Regions from separate parts of the Bombyx mori genome. Here all the other regions are linked to region 2. Evidence: chromatin contacts called from public Hi-C data. All regions are on one chromosome and are shown on one strand. Each heading gives the region's core, a stretch centred on a gene start, on an enhancer-like site or on the middle of the called end of the contact. The rest is flanking DNA. Distances are from core to core; before and after follow the strand shown. Region 1 overlaps LOC101736421 (protein split ends). Region 2 overlaps LOC101736421 (protein split ends). Region 3 holds the start of LOC101736421 (protein split ends).

The links. Hi-C and Micro-C count contacts between places; a contact is called where the count stands out from the background.
Region 1: a Hi-C map of middle silk gland shows a contact between it and region 2, with 1.8 times the contacts expected there. The contact joins two enhancer-like sites. A contact is called at or near these places in 5 of 7 Hi-C or Micro-C datasets (middle silk gland, midgut, posterior silk gland and 1 more).
Region 3: a Hi-C map of midgut shows a contact between it and region 2, with 2.2 times the contacts expected there. The contact joins the promoter of LOC101736421 here to the enhancer-like site in region 2. A contact is called at or near these places in 3 of 7 Hi-C or Micro-C datasets (midgut, posterior silk gland and whole pupa).

Annotation. Positions count from the first base shown.
Region 1 is chr3:8,367,022-8,371,713 of ASM3026992v2, forward strand. It overlaps LOC101736421 (protein split ends), which reads right to left. Exons shown (of 18, transcript XM_038018574.2): 2 at 4,309-4,623. Among protein-coding and RNA genes, the nearest start is that of LOC134201371, 7.8 kb to the right of the region's middle. Within about 2 kb of position 2,895, at least 2 of the 8 cell types and tissues checked have open chromatin away from gene starts, as enhancers often do.
Region 2 is chr3:8,331,887-8,336,262 of ASM3026992v2, forward strand. The region is part of intron 2 of LOC101736421 (protein split ends); the gene reads right to left. Among protein-coding and RNA genes, the nearest start is that of LOC134201372, 16 kb to the right of the region's middle. Within about 2 kb of position 2,160, at least 6 of the 8 cell types and tissues checked have open chromatin away from gene starts, as enhancers often do.
Region 3 is chr3:8,392,760-8,397,477 of ASM3026992v2, forward strand. It overlaps LOC101736421 (protein split ends), which reads right to left and starts at 2,303. Exons shown (of 18, transcript XM_038018574.2): 1 at 1,884-2,303. The coding sequence starts at 1,966. It overlaps LOC134201373 (a long non-coding RNA gene), which reads right to left and starts at 415. Exons shown (of 2, transcript XR_009976635.1): 1 at 1-415.

The sequences.
Region 1 (4,692 bases), core at 1,645-4,144, 36 kb after region 2:
GTTAATTTATGAAAATTACTGGTTTATTATTAGAAATTACACTATTGACTAAAAAGCTTTGCGTTGACATTGGGATAGCAGCTGCGTTCAAGAGGGGTGAAACACCAGCTCACAATGCAGAAGTGTTCGCGCATTAGTAAGCCGTTTATTGTGACGTTATAATCGAGTGCGCGTTATATTATCGCAGTATTTTCCGTCATCAACAGTAGATAAAATTCTAGCATGGCTTCAATCGGCGAAAAGCAAAAAAAATGCTAATTGTCTCTTTGTGGACCAGTATACGTGTACTATAGATTATACAAAATCAAACTGCTGAATGAAACATTTAGGCGAAGTAAAAACTAAATGTTCAGCCAGAAGATACGTCTAATGGCCAGGGTTAGACAAAAAGATTGAGACACAGACCTTATATTTTAGTGCTGAATTGGACTGGCCTCAGCTACCTAGATCGTCCAAGGCAGTGATTGCCTATTGAATTTACTTGGGTGCGATAATATCCACGTTGAAACGACGAAGCGATGTAAATTGTGCCTATTAAGGTGACTCTACAACATTTACTTACGTTCCGTAATGACCTATGCGAGTGTAGTGTTCACTTACGCAGCTTGCACCCCAATAAACTCTATCCAACTCAGCCAGTCAATCCCGTATCTGCAGGATAGCCATTGGAACACCGTGGTATGTATGGATTGTAAATCTTCACGACGATCTCCAACAAGAATCGATGCGTAAATATCTGAAGACAGCGTCATAACGCTTCTTTGAAAAAGCGGGACGATACCATAACTCTATACATAATCACCCAGAAGTCGGGGCAACGCAAAGCCACCATCGTCCAAAATATGTCTTGTCGGAACCTCCCGATCTACTCTCGGTGCTTTGTAGGCTCTTCAAGCACCGGTCACCCTTCTTTGCGAGAGTTCCGACGTTAAACCTAGCCTATAGACAGAGCCCGCTTAGTTTCTCGTCGTTTCTTCCAGTGTGTCGCGATTTCGATCCAGTGGTAAATTCAACGAATCACTGCTCTTGCTAGGGCTTGTGTTAGCAATTCTCTCACGATGAGCCCGTGAGCTTATCTACCCGTCCGAGCGTAGCTGGAGAGCAGCCCCTTAGACAGTCAACTCGATTTAAAAAAAATATTATTTTCTACAGAAAATATATTGTCAAAGAGTGGCGAGTTTACAATATAAAAACTACAGAGTGCGTTCGTGCAATGTAACACACCATCATACGACAAACGAAACGGCGATCTATTGCAACAGAGCAGTGGCCTGACCGTCGGATTTTTCTCTTAAACGAGGCGATGTCCCACTAATGATGATTGAACAAAGAAACGAGTCCGATGTTCCGTCTCGGCCAGAGAGACAGCGTATAAGTTAACGCTATTTTTCAGATTGGTGCACCTTTCAGATCTTTGAATGACGAATAAATAAAAACCTACCTTCATCAGAAGAGTCTGCACGGCAAAGCTGTGGGTTGCCCAGTCTCCTGGCACATGCTTCAAATAACATTAGATACCCCGTGATACGGTTTGAAACAAATAAATATCACCTTTTAAACTAAATTTTATAATATAACAATTCCATTTCGACTTTATTTACCATTAAAATTCTCATGTAAGTTAATAAGTTTTATATTTTATTACCTACGAAATATTGTATAACCAACAGAATTGAACACTAGTTGTTTACTGATTGACGTGACTGCCCAAACGGTCGCAAGGTTATGTTTATGTATAAATAACGGTTAGTTTGATTAAATAGGACGTATCTGTCACTTTATAAAAACATATTTATAATATTTTCTGGCTAAATGCTACATTTGTAACTAAATGAATTTATTTTTAATTGTTTGAAGTATCAGATTTGTATTGTTCCTAATTTCTCGGTAGAGTTATTAAAGTTTTATAAAACCATTATTGGAAGATCTAAGCCTATCGAACGAAAAAACTTTATTCACAGTGATTTACTAAGAGCCTTAATAACTAAAAAGCAACTATAGCAACAATATTATAATTTCGTAAAACAATTCATTCGGTTCTTGAAATAGGATCGCTTTCCCGATTTTGTACTGTCCCACGTACCAACAACTAGTCCATTTGGTTCACATTATTTAAAACGCGGGAGGATCCCTTGATTTCCGCAGGCTGGTTCATAGCATAGTGCTCACACAGCTAACATCTCCCGCCACCCCGCATTTATTTCACACACTACGTCCGCCAGCTCTATCCACACAGCTCACATAAACAAAAAAACGTTTTTTATACATTCAGATTGTCCAAATAGGACCCAACTCTTCGTCTTCTTATAAGCGGTCAAATATCGTGTATTATTTTCTAAAATGTTGCAACCTATAGTTGTCAATCAAAAATCATTCGTAATGAAAAGATGTCAAAAGCGTTGAAATACCGTCAATTATCAGCGTCGACAGCTAACCAACCTCGACCATGATTTCATTTATTCGAAAGCTTACCTATTATAAGGAGTCCCTGACTACTGTGGCGGTCTTAAATAATATATTGGCTCTTGAAATTAAACAAGCTCTGCTTATATGGTGTCGTCCTAAATAAAACATATCACCCCATCTTTTCCGTGGGTGTCGTAAAAGGCGCCAAAAGGATTTACCGAATTTTTTCCTATCTATGCTGATAGCCTTAAAAGGCTATATCAGTTTTACCCTAGCGTGTAGGTAAGCTCTCGGGGCTCAAAACAAGAGGTATTGCTAACAGTGGCCCTTGCAAGAGCAGTGCTTTGCAGAATCTACCACCGAATCGGAAACGCGACCCACTGAGAAGTTCCGGCGAGAAACTCAGTGGGCTGTATCTATGGGTTACTTGCCGAACCCTTCGTCGCGAGCGACGGTTCGGCGAGAACAGTGACCGGTGCTTCAGGTACCTAAAAGCACCATTAGTGGGGGAGGATCCGAAATGACGTGTTTAGGGCTAACGAATGGCAACTTACTCAGATATACAAGGAGACTGTGACGGTGGTAGGAACGTATTGTAAGCAATAACCCCCGTATGTACCACCATCCTGTCTGTTTAACTGCGTAACAGTCATACGTTACATTTTAAAGAGTAGTACAGTCGTTACACAATACAACTGGGACTTCGACCTGTGTCAAGGTGGTCGTTGGCGGTATTCGTGTTATGAACTCCTGTATGTAGTCAGTGTAGACTGTTTTTACCAAGTGGGCCGTGAATTCGGTCTCACCCATCTACGCAATAAAAATGAATCTATTTTAGCCATTGATAAATTTAAAAGTAAAGAAATTTCATAAACTTGTCCAGTGGTAAATATGATTACCAAAAGATGATTACGAAAAGTTTCGTTTGAAAAGCTTATATTTTGTCAATTTAATCAATTAAATGAAAGCTGTTTCACAACTCATAAGATGAAAAGTGGCCGAACTTTCTGCTAGTGCAACATAACTGAACACCGTAATGTGCTATGCGGACCAAACATTACTTGTATTAGTCTAGAAATTATAAAACATGCGCGACGAATGCTTGATTTTTGAATAGCCTGAATGTTAAAGAGTTGTCATTGAAAAATCTGTGTTGTACTTAAGATTACTCTTAGTTCCTATAAAATATTTCAAGTAATTATTTTTTATATATTAAAAAATCTATTAGTCGTGCGAATTTCTTGCATTGCAATTTTATGCAAGGATGCTCTTGATGTATTTACATAGACAAAAACATCTCTTGTTATGTCAAAGGATAGCGGTTATAGTTTATAGCCGCCGCCTACCATGATGATGTGCAGTAGAGGTTCTTCAAGGCTCGATATTTAAGAGATAACATTTTAACTTGCACTTGGTCCACAACACTTTCACAATAAAAAAACACAATGACTTCTCTAAATTCACTGTCACTTAATAAATCCTGCACTGCAATCCAAGTCATACACTGCAATCCAGCTGCAAACAGTAGTGATCGTAGACACACATCATTATCACGGTGGCGGCGGCAAGATGTACACAGGGTGCACAAAAACATGCTTATTAGACGGAAAAAGCAGTGAATGTTACAATGTTTGGTTTAGTTAACTGTAACACAAACTATTAATGGAGATGAAAAACATTGTGGTGCATTAAATATTATGTAAGCGAATTATCAGCAAAGCAGCTAACATTTTCTTATGAAAAGAATATTGAGATAAATTTTGAAATTTTATTTTTAACAAGGCCATAAATCATTCTCATTTCTTTTCACGAGGCTATGCATGAGCTGTTTTCTGGGTAATCTAAACATCAAGTATAGACAACAAACAAACGAAGTTTACATAATGTATTTAATTTACTTACGTAATATGGTAACGTGATACAGAAGCTGGAACAGGGATGGAATTCACGGAGGACGAAGAGCCTGAATAACCGGAACCGGCTGGCGAGGAACCAGCCGAAGGCGCACCCGCAGACGACGGGATTGCAGCAGGTTCGTAGTACTCCGTGGTAAGTGTGCGTTCGTCAAGCACATGCTCAATATTGTGAGCTTTTGATGCAGACTTGATATCCATGAACGCAACAGTGGCACAAACTCCACTGTTTCCACTGACGCTTGCGCCTGTGGGTACGCTTTCTGTTCGACCCAACAATTTGACATTCTGGACTCGGCCATAACTGTAAAAAATAATTTACCATCTAATAATAACAATAGGGGGAGGAGTACACAATAGCATGTATATTCAT
Region 2 (4,376 bases), core at 910-3,409:
TTTATAACAACGAGAGGCAAACGAGCAAGACGGGTCGCCTGATGGTAAGTGATTCACCGCCGCCCACGGTCACCAGCGTTTACGCCAGTGCGTTGCCTACCCTTCAGGTAAGAATATGCTCTTTTCTTGAATAACCCAATGTCGCAGTTGTTGGGGAAGACCGCTGATGGCAACGAATTCCAGAGATTTACTGTGCGTGGCAGAAAACTGTTTTTAAAACGCATTGTAGTGGAACGCCAACCATCCAGATGGTGCGGATGATAGTTCCGGCGAGACGATCGGTTGCGAAAATCAGCGGCTTCTATTAAATTGAACAGCTCCTCGGAACATTCCCCATTGTAAATTCTGTAAAGTATGCTTAGGGAAGATAGATCCCTACGCAGTGCCAAAGGATCTAGCCGATCGGCAAGTTCAGGATCGTCGACAATCCGAGATGCCCTACATTGGATTCGGTCAAATGGACCGAATCCAACGTAGGGCATCTCGTTGTGTTTGTACGTAATGTACACGTTGCGCTTGTGTAGTGTTTGTGAATAAACGCGTGGCGTGACGTCACACTGCATGCGCATCATGAAAAGTCTGCCTATCTCTCTCTCGCGCGGTCTAGCTTATGAGTGTGAAGGGGACAGTGAATTTTTTGCTTTTATTAATGTTTAATATAGCGTGGTCTTGTTTTATTATTGTTTTAATATTAAATTATAATTGTCTAATTTTAATTGCATAAGTTGATAAAAAATGCTATACAATAGCTTTACCGCGGCAGTTCCCGAGTGCCACACGTTTTTTTTTTTTTTTGAAACAGTATTGTTTCGCTGTTAATGGACGCCTGTTCATTTTTAATAAACATTATGTTATAAAACTAAATGAGTCTAATTAAGTTTGTTTCCGCTTTTTGTGAACAGTCCCCTTGTCTATGTTTTACATTACGCACCCGGTAGTTTTAAAGCTTAAGCAACAGCATTTCTGGGTGTAAAACGCAAAGCAAACAATCTGAATAATCTGAAGTTTGTAAGATTACTGCATTAATTGTGTGAACGCTTTGTGCTTCACGAGCGTCCTTCTTTGGAACTTCGGTCACTTTGTACCCCTGACGGCAGTTTACTACTTACTGGTAAGGATTATTTTTTATTTTAATGTTACCCTAAAAGATTGAAATCGCTATAACAGTTAAATATTTTCTATGTACAGTAAAATAATATGGATCCATTACATTTTGTGCTACCTTTCAATTAAATCGAAATTAAAAGTACCCTAGTAATAGTCCCGTGTAGCTCAACCGGACAGGAGACCGTATTTATATCACGTTTGTTATTGTTTTAGGTACACGTGTGATTTGAGCATGACGCGAAAGATGAAACTTCTTTCTAAGACATATATTTTCAGCGAAAAATGAAGCTCAACGTAAGATAAATTATTTTATTAAAAACGATCCGCAAGGGAAGAGCTTTGAGAACAAAAATACCTGAAATATCTTAAGATGCGTTGAGATGTCCTGCAATTAATTTAGGCATTGTATTAGATGAGGTCATTAAAGAAACTAGTGATCCCCCGGTAGTGGAAATTCGACTTTATTTAATTGAAGTTATAAGTTTGTACACTATTATGATTCTATTGTCAAATTATATAATCTCAGATTTCGCCAACACTACACTTTAGGCAAATATTAATAAAGACAAACAATATTTAATCTATTCTCAATTTGACCACAGACTTTATGTAATAAGAAAAGTTTGACAATAAACAAATAGTATGTATGCGCATGTATGTGTCAAATACATGATCACATCACATTTTTTTTATATTGATTTATTCTATTTTTTATGCATAATTTAAAAAAATATTAACATCGTGTGGGAAATTTCTTACTGCTCCGTCCGCCCAATTTTCGTAAAAAGGGGTACAAAGTTTTTGCTTCACGTATTAATATATAGATGAGCGTTAAAATCGAACGAGAAGTAACCAGTGTGAAAAAATTTCTTGGTACCATCAATGTGCATCAAGTCACTGAAAAATTTTATAATCCTTTGTGAATAAAATCAAATTCTTTTAACCCTTAGAGCGCGAACTGTCGATAGAGCGACTCTCTATTAAGGCGTTTAAAGCTAAGCGTCCACAGGTCGGTATCGTACGCATCGGAAGCATCGCATTTAACGGATCGTAGTATTCTTTGTATAGAAGCCGATGACGTCATACGGAATGCCGACCAGTGGACGCACCCCTCGCGCTCGCGCCGCGTCATCCGCCATTTGTGGATGGATGTCATCAAGAAAATTGAATTTAGCTTGAGACATCCGAAAATATTGGAAAAACTTGATGTCATCATTTAACAGATCAGGAAATAGTGCGTGGTATTCTTCATGTTCCGATCTCTTCTTGAATATATCGTGTATCCAGATATTGTTTTCTTTTTTTAGATGTTCCTGCATTTTCTTCTTCTTTAGCCAACAAACAAGCAATAACGACAAATAATTGTTCGCTTTCCTCCATTCTCACAAACACAGCTACGATCACTAAGAAAATCCGAATGAAACTGGCATCGGCAATCCGACTGCTGGTGCTTGCGTCAGCAATCGGATCGCTGCCGATACAGTGGACGCAGTATGAAAAAATAATGCGGTTGATGCGATGCGTCCGATGCGTACGATACCGATCTGTGGACGCTTAGCTTAAAGTGCGGAGCATCGGAATACCGACTATTGCGTAATTCGATTGTTGATATCCACCTGCAAGGACGTGTCTTAGTCCGCGCATGTATAACGTTTTTAATAAGTTAATAACATTTATAAATAATAATTTAAAATAATTTTGCTGTAAATTTGGCATTGATTTATAAGATAAAGATTTAATTTAAACTTTAAGAAGTGAATCTTAAGAGAAATTTTTCGCTTCATGAAAATAGTGAGAGTAACGATGAAAATGGCGATTGTAAGGATGAAATTAGAATGTTTAAAAATCTAATAAATGCGTATTCGTAACGTAAGTAGTGAATCTTCCGAATATGAGTCCACCGTTTTGGACATTGAGGTATTGACAACCTACCATCTGAACTGTGGAAATACGGCGGAGAAACCTTGCAGTCCAGATTGTACAATCTTATTAAAATGATATGGGAATCTGAACAACAACCTGTCCAGTGGTATTCGGGGGTCATCTGCCCCATACACAAAAAAGGCAGCCGGAAGAAATGCAGTAACTACAGAGGAATTGCTTTACTACCTACAGCGTACAAAATACTGTCATACGTTTTACTAAGCAGGTTAGAGCCGTATTCAGAAAAAATCATTGGGGATTATCAGTGCGGCTTCAGACGTAATCGTAGTACAGTCGACCAAATCTTTACTCTGAAACAGTTAATGGAGAAAAGATGGGAGTATGCACAAAGTATTCATTCGCTCTTTGTTGATTTTGCTAAGGCCTACGACAGCATAGATAGACCGACTCTATATAGAATCCTCAAGCGCTTTAAAATCCCACAGAAACTTGTGAGAATGGTGGAGGTTGCTACTAGGGAAAGTAGAATGACGGTACGAGTTGGCGCTTCTCTCACTGATGAGTTTGACGTTGTGACTGGACTCAGGCAGGGGGACGCTCTGTCACCAATGCTGTTCAACCTGGCACTTGAACACGCCATACGGAAAGTGAACACACTAAGTGGCGGAGTGTGGCTCAACGGACAGCATAGGGTGATAGGATATACCGATGACCTCGCTCTACTTGGAGAAAGAAAGCAGCACGTTATAGACGCACTCAACTGCCTTCAACAAGAAGCCTCTCGGATTGGCCTTCGCGTGAGCCACGAGAAGACAGAATATCTTCACATGCGTCGATATAAAAACATAAGACGGAAGCGAGAAGACCTAGTGGTGGGAAATACGAGGTTCAAAGGAGTGGCTAAATTCCGGTACCTTGGCTGCACTGTAACAGACACCAATGACAGGGAAGATGAAATCGAAATTCGTATACAAAATACCCTACGATGCAGTGCAGCCCTACACCCGGTTCTCTCTTCGAAGCTACTAAGCAGGCGCACCAAGATTCGGATATACAAGACTCTAGTCAGACCGATCCTATTGTATGGATGCGAAGCATGGACGCTCACACAGAAAGAAGAGGCAAAACTTCTCGTGACGGAGCGAAAGGTATTGAGAAAAATACTAGGACCAGTTCGGAAAGAAGACGGTTCTTGGCACGTCCGGAAAAATAAGGATGTGGAGAGGCTTTTTGGTGAGCCAAATATTCTGGGGGAGATGAAGGCACGGAGGCTCGGATGGCTCGGACATGTAGTACGTATGGAGCAGGATCGGGCTGTGAAACGGGTGTACACGGGTGTACCGGAGGGACGCCGCCCCGTAGGGAGGCCCAAGTACCGCTGGTGT
Region 3 (4,718 bases), core at 1,053-3,552, 61 kb after region 2:
TATTTTGAGCCACTTTCAATATTTAATCTGCATAGGAGTACTTCATTCTGTGTCATGTGAAATGATTAGCAATTTTATCAGCAAAGCTGTACATAAGTAACCATTGAGAAGGATCATGTTGCAGATATTATTCATTAAGCTAGTGGTAAATCATAATATATTTCTTTATTATACATAATTTTATCATTTTGATTCATATTTTTTTCTTCTAAAGGTGGTTTTTTATTGACATCACTGCAACTTGTTAAAAGCAAATAAAAAACAAAATGTAGTTAAAAAAAATTAGATTATAGCAGGCTGAACTAAAAATAGAAATTTATATTTGATGCAGCTGATCTTCAGTCAGGGTATTAAGCCAAAATAATAAAATACTTGTTTGGTCATAAGTCCTTGGTCCATGTAATTCAAGTTATTAGATGTCTGAAAGTTGGCAAAAATTATGTTCAAATTTCCCATTACATATATATTTAATAGATTATACAGGTCAAGTTATTAAAAGCTTGTTGAAAAATCAGTACATGGAAAAAAATACAGTACTGAACTGTTAAACTATTCAAGAATGAAGTAATGATTGTATTTCTTTTTAAATTATCCCAAATTGTGTTTTAGTAGATACACATTTGAACAATATTACTATTGTTAAAGCATTATTACTTTGCACGTAATTATAATAAAATCTATAATAAAAAATAATAATATCTTTCAAGGTTACATAAATCAATTCAAGAACTATTATTCATGAATTTGATTATGATTTTCTCTAGATTAGAAAGAAATATGTAGAAACTCCCTAGACTAATAGTAATCAAAAGATATTCCAAATATAAACTATCAGTAAAACTTGTTGGTATATATAACAATTAAATGAATAAAATAAAATAAACATTATTGTTCAAAATCATCTAAAAATTGTTTATTAGCTTCACCGGAAACTTAAGATTATTATTAGTTTTTCAATTAGAGATATTTTTTATGTTTCTTTTTCTGTTTCAAAACAAAATTCCACCTTGTGACATGTCAACATTTTATTTGTTTGCCAACAACAATTAAGAGTGGTCTCTGTCTAGTACTTGGGTGTGCCAGTGGCATTATTGACGTCCACAATGTGCACAGAGGCTATATGTTCCATCAAAAAACAGATAAGCTTATGGCCCACCATCATAGCAGCCACAGTCACTCATGGACATTATCAATGGAGTACATAATTATTTGTTAAATTTTTTTCACATATTTTTAAAAATACCACGATCATATTGTATGTGGTATTGCGTGAATTTTGATATTATATTTTATATAATTATTCACATCTAGATTTAATCATCAAACATACATGTTAGCTACAAATAACAACATGCTTCTTTGGTATCAATGTGTACTTCGTATACTTTAAACTTTGGAGCCCTTAATGATTTACTACATTTGTACATTAGTATATATCAAAACATTTTGTGAACCCATTGTGACAGCCTGGCTTTACTCACGACCGTAACCTCGAATGTTGTTTGTTTACTTTGTTTTCACATTTGTTTTTAGCAGAAACTGATTTCACTGGTAGCTTAAACACGATAAACAAACCGTAACCCAAGCAAGTAGATAGTATGTGATCATTTGCTAATTTACATTAAGTGAAAATTTGACGGTTATGTTATGATTCGTGTAGGTAGTTTAAATGCCCGAATATGAAGCAAAAATCTGAATGCAATTTGACCAATATCAATTAAACTACAAACGTAGAAGCCTATTTGCAATTTGAGTTACTGATACTATAATTTGATAATGAAAATGGCTAAGCTCTCTAATCATAACATTAACAATTTTTCCGTTTGTATGCAGTTCCAGCTCCGCTTCCTGAAAAGTTATTCAAAACAAATCAATTTAGGTACCGTTTGAAGTGCTCCCTTATTCGATCTTCACGAATGTTATCGGGTAAGTTTCCAACCCACAGATGCCGAGTCTCTCTAACCATCTTGCTTCAAGCTCCACATTAGGAATCATTACCCGTCCGCATCGCTACGTGGCAAAAAATAATTTTGCACAAAACTGTGCTGCACACATGTTGACAATTCACACAATTGCAAACTTTCTCATGGTCACATCAATCAAATCACAATGCACTATTTCAAGAAAACAACACTTTTTCACATCACTTGGGTCGTTAATCTCCACACCGTAATTCACTGCACTATTAACACACTACGTAACAGACGCGTGCGTACTCTTGGCAGCTCTCGAATTGACAGAGAACTGAGCCTCGACGCGAGTTTGCCGATAGGCTCCGCCTTCTGACCGCTGCCGCGCAAAGTGGAGTAGTGTTCCTAGCTTTTGAGTAAAATTATTGTAAATTAAGAAAAACATTATTATTTTATAGATTGAAACACTGTTCATTATTGTAATACTTCGTAAATGAATATAGCAGTCATTATTATTTACAACCTCTATATAAATTTTGGTGGACATTTCTTACGAGCTCCTAACATTAATACGTTGAAAATAGTTATGAAAAAGACGAAAGTACGCGTATACTAGGTAACTTGTTTTAAAGAAGTTTATTTGACCAAAGAAGCATTCAAAAAATTTAAACATAATTTCCCAGATCTAGCAATCTCGGGTCCGCTGGCCAGCGCTCCGGCAAAAACACTATCTCTTTCTCGCATTTCTCGCTCCAACTAATGAGAAAGACACTGCAGTGTTGCAGGCCTAAGTAAAATTATGGACTTATTTTATTATTTAGAAACGGGTTTTATGAAGGCTATAGCTATATAATTAGAAATAAGTATTATGTACATATTTCAAAATAATTAATTATAACACAATATTTTCATACTTCCAGATAATTTTCTAAAAAGCGAAAATTAAATTTTATCTTGACGTATACCACTCACATTACCTTTTTTTACTTATCAGTTCCGTTCAAAATATAGGTACCTCAATAGAAAACTTCCAGCAAAGAAAAAAAAGTAATCCAATATATGTTCACGCCAGGTCATGAAGTTAATCGCCTATAGTTTTGATACAAATTGTTATAAGTAATACCTGAGTTTCGCATTATCAAATTGGCACCGATTCCCAGATCCCTTGTGCAAAAGTTCAATTTATATTTTTATTGTGCAGACTGGTAAAAAAGCTCGCGGCTTATCTAGTGCTAGAATGTTACTGACCTCCATAGCCATCGCAACCTGAACGCTGCCACCCTCTTCAGACATTTAGTCTAAGTCTCCATTGTATAGTATAATGGCTGTCTTTATGCGTCAAGCCTGTAAGAATTAAATAAATTGACCATTTCTAGTGTCATTTCTAATACTACAAAATACTGTTTTTTTTAAATCATTAGGATCCCTGGTACATTATTCATAATTTATACTGTCTGGCCATAAATACTGTTGTTACAAAGGAAAACAAAAAAAATTCTATGGCAAATAACATTTATTACTTTTACAGTGTGTTAGTTTAATACATAAATATAAAACAATTTAAAGTATAAAAAGCTTATTCGAAGTGGTCTCCATTGGCTGCAATACAGTCCTTCAAACGTTGAGGCCAGTTATCAATAGAAGCACGCACTCTTTCCATGGGAAATTTTTTTCACTACCAATCGTACGGATTGTTTTAGAGACTCCTAATTATCATGGCGTTTAGAGCAAGCCGTACTCTCTAAAACTGACCATAATCCAGCGGATTAAGATCGGGACTAGACGACGGCCAGTCTTCAGCTCTGATGAAGTCCGAAACGTTCGTTTCCAACCAAGACTGCGTAGACCGAGCTTTATGACCTGGCGCCGAGTCTTGCTGGAAGGACCATTCTTGATTATTGAACATGGTGTTGTTAAGGGGCTTTACTATCTTCTTAAGAATGGCATCATGATACGCTTGTGCCGATGTTTTGATACCTTTTTCACAAAAGTATGGCTCAGTCACTCCTTCATAGTAATACCCCACCAAACCATCACTGAAGTCGGATAGTGCCCACCTTGCACTCTGTCGACTAATTGGGAAGCTTCCTTAGAACTTTGAGCATAAATACGGTCATTTTGTTTGTTAAAATGTTGCTCAATTGTACTTTGCGTACCGCTTCAGTAGTTGTTTCGATTTTACCACCCTATTCTCTTTTAAATTATCAGTTTAGAAATGACCAGTACGTTTCTTATAGGCTGCAAGTCCTAAGTCATCTTTTAAAATACGCGACATGGTTCTAGGTGCTATCTTCATCTCCCGAGATAAAATCTTTTGTTTTCGGACAGGATTTCTTCGAATTCTTTCCCTTACTGCTTTGACCACCTTTTTCGTACGAACACTACGTGGACGGCCATATCTTTTTGTGTCACAAATAGAGCTGGTCTCATTGCACCTATTAATAGCCCGGTACACAAACATTTTACTAATACCAAGCGTATGGAGAGTTTTAAAAATTGTATTTGGCTCCATACCTACTTTGTGTAATGCAATCACAGCGATTCGGTTCTCTTTATCACCCCACTCCATTTTAATATCGCAAAATATTGTACAATGTATTGGCGCCCAAATGAAAAAACTCAATGAGCAATCATATAACAATTGCAGATTCCAAATTCAAATGTAATATTTTGTTTATTTTTAATTATAACAGTATTTATGGCCAGACTAAGTACTAACAAGCCGATTTTTCGTGAGAAGCTTCGTTTTGACTAGACGCCCAACTTTTTTCCTTACAGTAACTTTGGTAAGTGGTAGCTTACTAAGGG